Regions from separate parts of the Anas platyrhynchos genome. Here region 2 is linked to region 1. The links are chromatin contacts, called in public Hi-C maps. All regions are on one chromosome and are shown on one strand. Each heading gives the region's core, a stretch centred on a gene start, on an enhancer-like site or on the middle of the called end of the contact. The rest is flanking DNA. Distances are from core to core; before and after follow the strand shown. Region 1 has its middle 18 kb from the start of SMG1. Region 2 holds the start of SYT17 (synaptotagmin 17).

Region 1 (3,397 bases), core at 559-3,058:
GTGCAACCAACCCCATGAGGGAACCAGGCCAGGCTGTCCATGAGACACCAGCACTTCTGGAAGGAGAGCAAAAGAAACCGGGTAGATGGGATAATGAAAGTACAAAGGATTATTGGGTTTGGTTTGCTTTTCAAAGATTAAGAAGCTCTTTCAAGTGTTCTGGGCTTCATTTATCACCCAGATACAGACCAGCACAGGCAAGTACATTTGCTGTGCAAGATCTCTCGAAAGGTTTTCTTTGTACTTCACAGCTGGGAGGTATCAAACCCTCAGCTTTTTAACAAGCAATCAGAGTAACCCATGGAGGGGAGCAGTGAATACACTCATGGCAGCAGAAGGTACAGGCTGGGCATCCTGGTGCCACCCCACGCATGACACTTGTCACGTTGTCACAGCAGTGACGGGGATGGATGATGAGAAACCTTCTGTAAAATGTTTATGGGCATTGTATTTTGGCTGAGCCCTCCTTCTGGGTTTGGAGAGAGGTTTTGTGAGCTGGTGCATGTGGAGTGAATAGGTACAGGGCTTCTCCCTTGGAAATCTCCTTCCAAGTGCACCGAGATCTCAGCGTCGCTCTGAGCGAGGCAGGCCCAGGGCACGGCAGGATTTCCAGCCTGGATGTCTGTGTCATGGCCTGATAAAAAGCACTGAAGCAGGATCCTCCCGACTCTCCCTTTGAAACCTTGTGAGTCAGAAGTATGTTGACACATACTCATTTTATCAAAGCCTGGTATTTGTTTCACCAACAGTGTTGATGCACAAGAGGCGCCGAGATCAAGCGCTGTGTGTTAGTGGTGGGCTTGCTCTCGCTCCCACTGGAGGCAATGCTGGTATTTGGGAGATGAACACACACCCATGCCCAGAGTACGTTTGCTGGGAAATTTATGGCCCCCCTCCACAGCTCAGAGGTCATTTCCTCTACAAGGGGTGTGAAAGTTTCTAGCTCTGCTCTTTCTACTTTTGAGTGTGTTTTTATGCTCGGTGAGGAAGTTGTTGGGAAGAGCGGGCAGCCAAATGGCTGATGCCAAATTCCACACCTTGTTCTCCCAGGAGAAGTGATGGAGCAGGAGAAAACATGACAAAGGTGCTTGCTGGGGTTCCTGGAGGCACTGGTCTGTGGCTGTCCGCATGGGGGTGGCACAGGACCCCGCTGCTTGCTGGGGTGCTCACCTGCCTCCACTCCTTTGACCTTGGGGCTCTTACTGCTGTCAAGAAGCAGCTCCCTCAGGCCCCTGTTTTACCAGAAAGTGGTATTCGGAGGAGAGAAATGGCTGCATTGCTGACAGCAGCAGTCATCCTGAAGTGTGGGTGGTGGCTGCCCAGACTTTCCTGTTCTTGCAGTGGTGTAGTGAGGAGGAGAAGGATGCCCATCGCCTGCGAGGAGCCGGTCCTCCCTGCCCACAGCTCCCACCACAGCACCATCCCACCCGCCCCAGCCCTGCAGGGCAGGACAGGTTCTGCCAAAGTCCAGATGTCACTTCTCATTTCCAGTCACGTTCATGGTTTTGTCAGTTTAATCCAATTTCTCCCTGTAGCATCAGATTTGCTCAGGGCATCCTTTCCCATCCAGGCACAGATGCAGCAGGGATATCCCCGTGCCCTGCAGCATCCCCAAAGGCTGCTGTGGGGCTGCACCCACCTTTAGGCACAGACTGGGGCTGGATGTGCAGAAGCAGCATGTCAGAGGCTGCCGGCCGTGTCGGGGACCGCTGTCAGTCCCTGCTGCTGGTCTCTGGGGATGCCCGGAGGTGCTTGCCCGGGCTGCGGGCGGCAGCGAGGAGCCTGACGTCACGGCTTCGGGTGCTCGCGCTGTCTCGCCTGCCAGAGCCTATTTTTAGAATTATCTCAGAAGTGTCTCCTTGCCGGGGTTTAGTTGCTTAGCAGCCGCCTCGTGGCTGGCGTGATTAGCACGGGAGCAGGCGGTTATTAATGCACACGTGCGGAGATTACCTTGTGGTTTCCACTGTTCAGTCACTGGCCAAAAAATCTAACATCTCACAGGCGTGCAGGGCTGGGGATGTGCTTTTCTATCACAGGGGAGGATCTCCATCCCACCTTCCCCAGGTCTAGGTGTCCCCTGTCCCCTGCTCACCCCTTAAGCACAGCAGACCCCTTTACTCCCTGCTTTGGGCCAGGCATCAAAACAGGGCTCGGGCTCCAAATATTCCTCTGGAAGTCCCCAACCTGCAGCCAACCAAGAAAACATGAAGCACAAAAGATTGGCAGGATGCTCTGTTTATTCTTTAGTGAGCCATTTTACTTTCAGATCATCTGTTTTCTCTGACATATATAGAATTGCATGTTTCTAAAACTGCCTACCAAGATTGCTGGTGTCTCTGGGTGGAATTATGTTTGTCGTAAAGTCGGTGATGCTCTTAGTCATAATAGGGCTCTCAGAAGACAAAGGGAGTTATTTTCTCAAATTGAAAAGTTTGGTACCTAAATTATATCTGCCCAAATTGATTAAACCAGATTGCTGAGCCACAGATAACCTTATAAATACATTAAGCTGAAGAAAAAAATCTTTTAAGTCTCCATGCCGTGACAGACTTCTTTTAAAGCTAGAAAATCCTGAAATGAGTTATGGTAGGTAGAAAGGACTTCTAGGGACAGGTTTCCAAAACGACAGGAGCCCAAGCTGGTGCACCGACTGCTGTGAGCACAGCCCAGCTACATCTGGCAGAGGAGTCCAAGAACCTCAGGAAGTGCCGTAGCTCCTGTTGCAGCACTCACGTCTCAGAACATGACTGCAGCATTCAAATCCAGGCCAGGGACCAGGTTCCTACACAAGGGAGGTGATCTATGAACATCTTTTCCTGTTTAGTCCCGCTGTGTGTTTTATGCCCAGTTCCTCATCTCCATGTCCCTCCCGGGCTGCAGGCAGGGAGCACTGGCTCCCAGGATGAAAGCCCTGTGGACATATATGTAATCCTAATGGTTTAGCACAAAAGGCAGAACTCAGGTATGAATTTTACCTTCTTTTTTACCTTTGTCAGCTCAGTCCACAGATTAGGTTCTATGCATTTCCAGAAAGTCATCCCACCTCCTCCATGTAACTAAGAGTGATGGGCTACCAGCCTTGATGTTTGTCATCCAGGACCAAGGTGGGGACGTGGCAGTGGGGCAGCCTTGCCTTTTCTGCAGGTGATGATGATATCAAAAGCCTTCCCTGCACCCCCATCACTACCCAGCTGGCTGGGACAGAGCTCATGCAGCTTGAGGAGAAGTGAAATAGAGTGCTGCACCAAGGGGGAGGCACGTCAGTCTGCCTACAGCTAGCACTCTAGAGTAATCCTTCATCACTTAGACATTAAATGGCAATTCCTGAGCTACTGGAAACTCAGCGTTTCAGGAAAATCAATCTCCCAAAGTGTGCTCGAGTGACGGAGCTGTTTCT
Region 2 (3,441 bases), core at 438-2,937, 63 kb before region 1:
CCTGAAACAAAGTATTACAGTTTTTGTCTTGCTTATCTCCGCTGTGGTAGATCTTCTACAGCAGTAGCTGCTCTCCCTGGGGAAAAAGAGAATTTATGTTTTTAACTGGGAGTAAGGCCCTTCCCACCCTTCCCACGGAAGTCAATGGGAGTTTTTCATTGAATTCAGTGAGAACTTAAACGGGCCGTTAAATGAGATCAGTGGGGCGAGAGCCTTCCAAGTCCCCCAGACCCGCTCGCTGCCACAAGGAGCAGTAGTGACTCGTGTTTTTAGGCTGGCCAGCATTTGAAACTCTGCCTACTCTGTTCTGCAGAGCAGCATGCTTTTACCTCTCACCATTCTATGGTGCAACACATTGGGGTGCTGGGCAGCAGGGAGGCGCCTAGGAGCCTGCAGCTTCCAAATGCTCAGCTGGGCTGGGCTGCAAACCTCTGGCCTTGCTGCGTCTGTGCTTTGCTCGGAGCAGTGTGCTCGAGGCTGGCCAACAAAGTGCCCTTCATCTTTCATTGGTACTGCACAAACCAGGCCCCTTCTTCATCGCATGGCGAACACGTTGGGTACAAGATGGGTTTTCTTCTCCTCTCAACACATGCCTTTGCTCAGGGAAGGACAGCAGGAGGGTGCTGCATTGCAATTTCTCATGCAAGGCTTCAGTAGTTCTGGTCCCCTCCAGAGCTTGGGGCCAGGATCTGTCAGAAAATCTCCGTCTGGGAGGCTGTTTCCCATTTAAGGTATGTATTTGTGAGCTGGCAGCAGGACGGCTACGAGCCCCTGCCTGGTGGGCAGCAGTGCATCTCCCCAAGGAGCGGCACGTGGATACGGGCACTCTGCTCCAACAGCACGAGCGTTGGCTTTGTGCAGGCTTTTGCGGAAACCCGCGGGCTGGGAAGGTGCCAGCCACAGAATTTCCTCCAAGGCTGTGGGCAGGAGCCTTCATTTAGGGCGGCGTGTAGGGAAGCTGTAATTTGTGTGCTGCCAAGGCAGTGCTGAAGAGGAACAGCCCCATATCTCCACCTTTCCTGAGATTTCATTTTTGGGAGATTGACCTCAAAATGGGCCGCTTCCCTAACTGAGCTCCCTTTAAATGCTACCCAGACCCAGCCACCTGCTCGGTGGGGTTTGCCCGAGAGGTCCCACCACTGGGCTGCATCCCATGCCCCCTGTTCAGCCTGGGGGCTGACCTCTCAGCAGGTGGGCACGAAGCCAAGCAGCGATGCTCAGCAGGGACTGTGGGCACCTTCCTCCAGCTCCTCCTCACCCGGGGAGACGCGAGCGTACGTGCTATAACTCCGTGCACTTAACCTCCTGCAACAACCGCGTCCCTGTCACAGCTCAGGTGCGTTTAGGACATCTCTTACCGTCAGCTCCTCGGGGGAAAGCACAGGCGCAACAACCGCGTTACCCAGCGCGGCCTCGCCAGCTCCACACTTACATCCCTGGGCTTCTCCCGAGCGTCCCCCCGGGGGCCGAGGAGGGCTTCCCAGCCCTGAATTTCCACGCCGGGCCCTCTGGAGGTCAGTGTTTGCCCGTGCTGCGGCGGACCTGTTGCACCCGCGGGCAGCGCCGAGCCGTGCCGAGCCGTGCCGGGTGGCCGCCCGCCGGCTCCCCCCCCCTCAGAGCACGAAGCCCCCTCGCATTTTCCCGACGAGCTGGGGATGGGGGGGCCTCGGTGGCGGCTCTCCCCGCCCTGACGGCGCCCCCCAGCCCCGCGGTGCCTTCGTGGCCGCCCCCTCCCCGCCCGGGGCGGTGCCGTGCCGTGCCGTGCCGTGCCGGGGGGCGCAGCGCGGCGCAGCGGAGCCCCGCGGAAGATGGCGTACATCCAGGTGGGTGCGGAGCCAAGGTGCTGAGGGGGAGAATCCGGCCTGGAGGGGGTCTGGGAGGGGGCAAAGGGGGGGTCTCCGTGCGCTGTAGGCGCCGTCTGCGGGGCTGGGGCGCAGCGCGCTGGGTGCGCGCAACTTTGGGGGAACTTCTGGGGGCTCCGGGCAAGGAGGGCGGGGGGCTGGCAGCGAGACCCCGGCTTTTCGTGGTGCTCCGGACATCGCAGACAGCCCCGCTCTGTCCGTCCGTAGGAGCGGGGTGGCTCCGGCTGCGGGAGACCCCCCCCCCGAGGACTGGGTGCCTTGAGCCAGAGGGGGCTGCCGAAGCCCGCAGGAAACCCGGGGGGTGACGGTGACTTTGGGAGCCCCCCAGCCTGGGCATGGAGCGGTAGAGGCTGGGGAAGAAGGGGGAAAACGAGCGCCCCCGGCTGCGGCCAGCCCGAGCCCCCGGTAAGGCTGGACTGAATTGGGGCGGTTTTTGTAAAATCCGGAGCGATTTTGTCCCTCCGGCCCTGCAGTTTCCAGCCGCTTGTTTTTCAATCTCTGTGGCTCCGGAGGCTGCACCCCCAATTTAAAGATGAGCAGAGCGTTTCCAGCTGGATGAGACGTCCAGGAGCTGGAGCTCTGTTAGAGCCCCCCGCTGTCCCCCACCATCTGTGACCATTCCCCCCCCCTGCCATCCCCCTGTGGAGCAGGGGTCTTGGGGACCACCCCGGCAGCACCCCTGGGCTGGTGCTCGCGGTGGTCACCCCCTTGTCCCCAGGCTGTGGTGTTGGGGTGGTGGGGCTGGGGGGACCTTGTTGTCCCCACACTGCCGTGCTGGGTGCCACAGGAGGGGCACAACACAGCCATCACTGATGGAGACCCCATCCCAGCATCACTGGGGGATGCCACCGTGTGCCTTAACCCTGCTCTGAGTGCTGCCTTGGAGCAGATTTCCCTCCCGTGGGTGCTGCTGGGGGTGCCGGCCCCCTACTGCCTTCTGTCACATCCTTCTGCAAGCCTCTGCCCTTCCCCAGCACCCACCTCCTGCCCCGTGCCACCCAGGTGGATGCACGCAGCTGCTCCTGTTTGCTTTCCTTTCATGGGTCCCTGCCCTTATACCCTGCATGGCACTGCTGACTTGGCTGCCCGTTTGCACAGTAATGCCTAGCTCTTGTTATTTCTGCCCTCCCCTCTCCTGGTGGAGATTTCGGGGTGGTCACAGAGTCACTGTTATGTTGCCTGTGGCACTTGTGCTCTGTGGCTTGGTGACACACGCGAGCATTCACCCTTAACTGGTGGCCGGTGGTGGCCTCCAGCACGGCTGTGTGACACCAGCCTGCCTCAAGTCCCCACGGGCTGCTCAGAAATACCACCTCTTTTGCACGGTGCGTGCTACGGCGTTTGATTGCGTGGCAGGAATCCAGCAGGTTCATTTTACAGCAATTTAAATATTCTTGTTGCAGCTTCGCTAAACCGCCGCCGCTTTGGCTGCGGCACCTTGGCTGCAAGTTCGCATTAATAAGGACTGATGAGCCCTTTAAACCATTCAAGATTTCCTTAACCAGTTGGTCCGCGGGTATCTAATCGCTCTCGTCACATTGCACTGCAGCGTTTTCAGTCTCTAATTTCTGTTGCAAAC

What was found. Hi-C and Micro-C count contacts between places; a contact is called where the count stands out from the background.
Region 2: a Hi-C map of liver shows a contact between it and region 1, with 2.7 times the contacts expected there. The contact joins the promoter of SYT17 here to the enhancer-like site in region 1. A contact is called at or near these places in 3 of 8 Hi-C or Micro-C datasets (F1 follicle, liver and subcutaneous adipose tissue).

The regions. Positions count from the first base shown.
Region 1 is chr15:11,458,077-11,461,473 of IASCAAS_PekinDuck_T2T, reverse strand. No RefSeq gene overlaps it. Among named protein-coding and RNA genes, the nearest start is that of SMG1, 18 kb to the right of the region's middle. Within about 2 kb of position 1,808, at least 2 of the 8 cell types and tissues checked have an H3K27ac peak or open chromatin away from gene starts, as enhancers often do.
Region 2 is chr15:11,520,945-11,524,385 of IASCAAS_PekinDuck_T2T, reverse strand. SYT17 (synaptotagmin 17) reads left to right here and starts at 1,687. Exons shown (of 11, transcript XM_072024142.1): 1 at 1,687-1,823. The coding sequence starts at 1,809.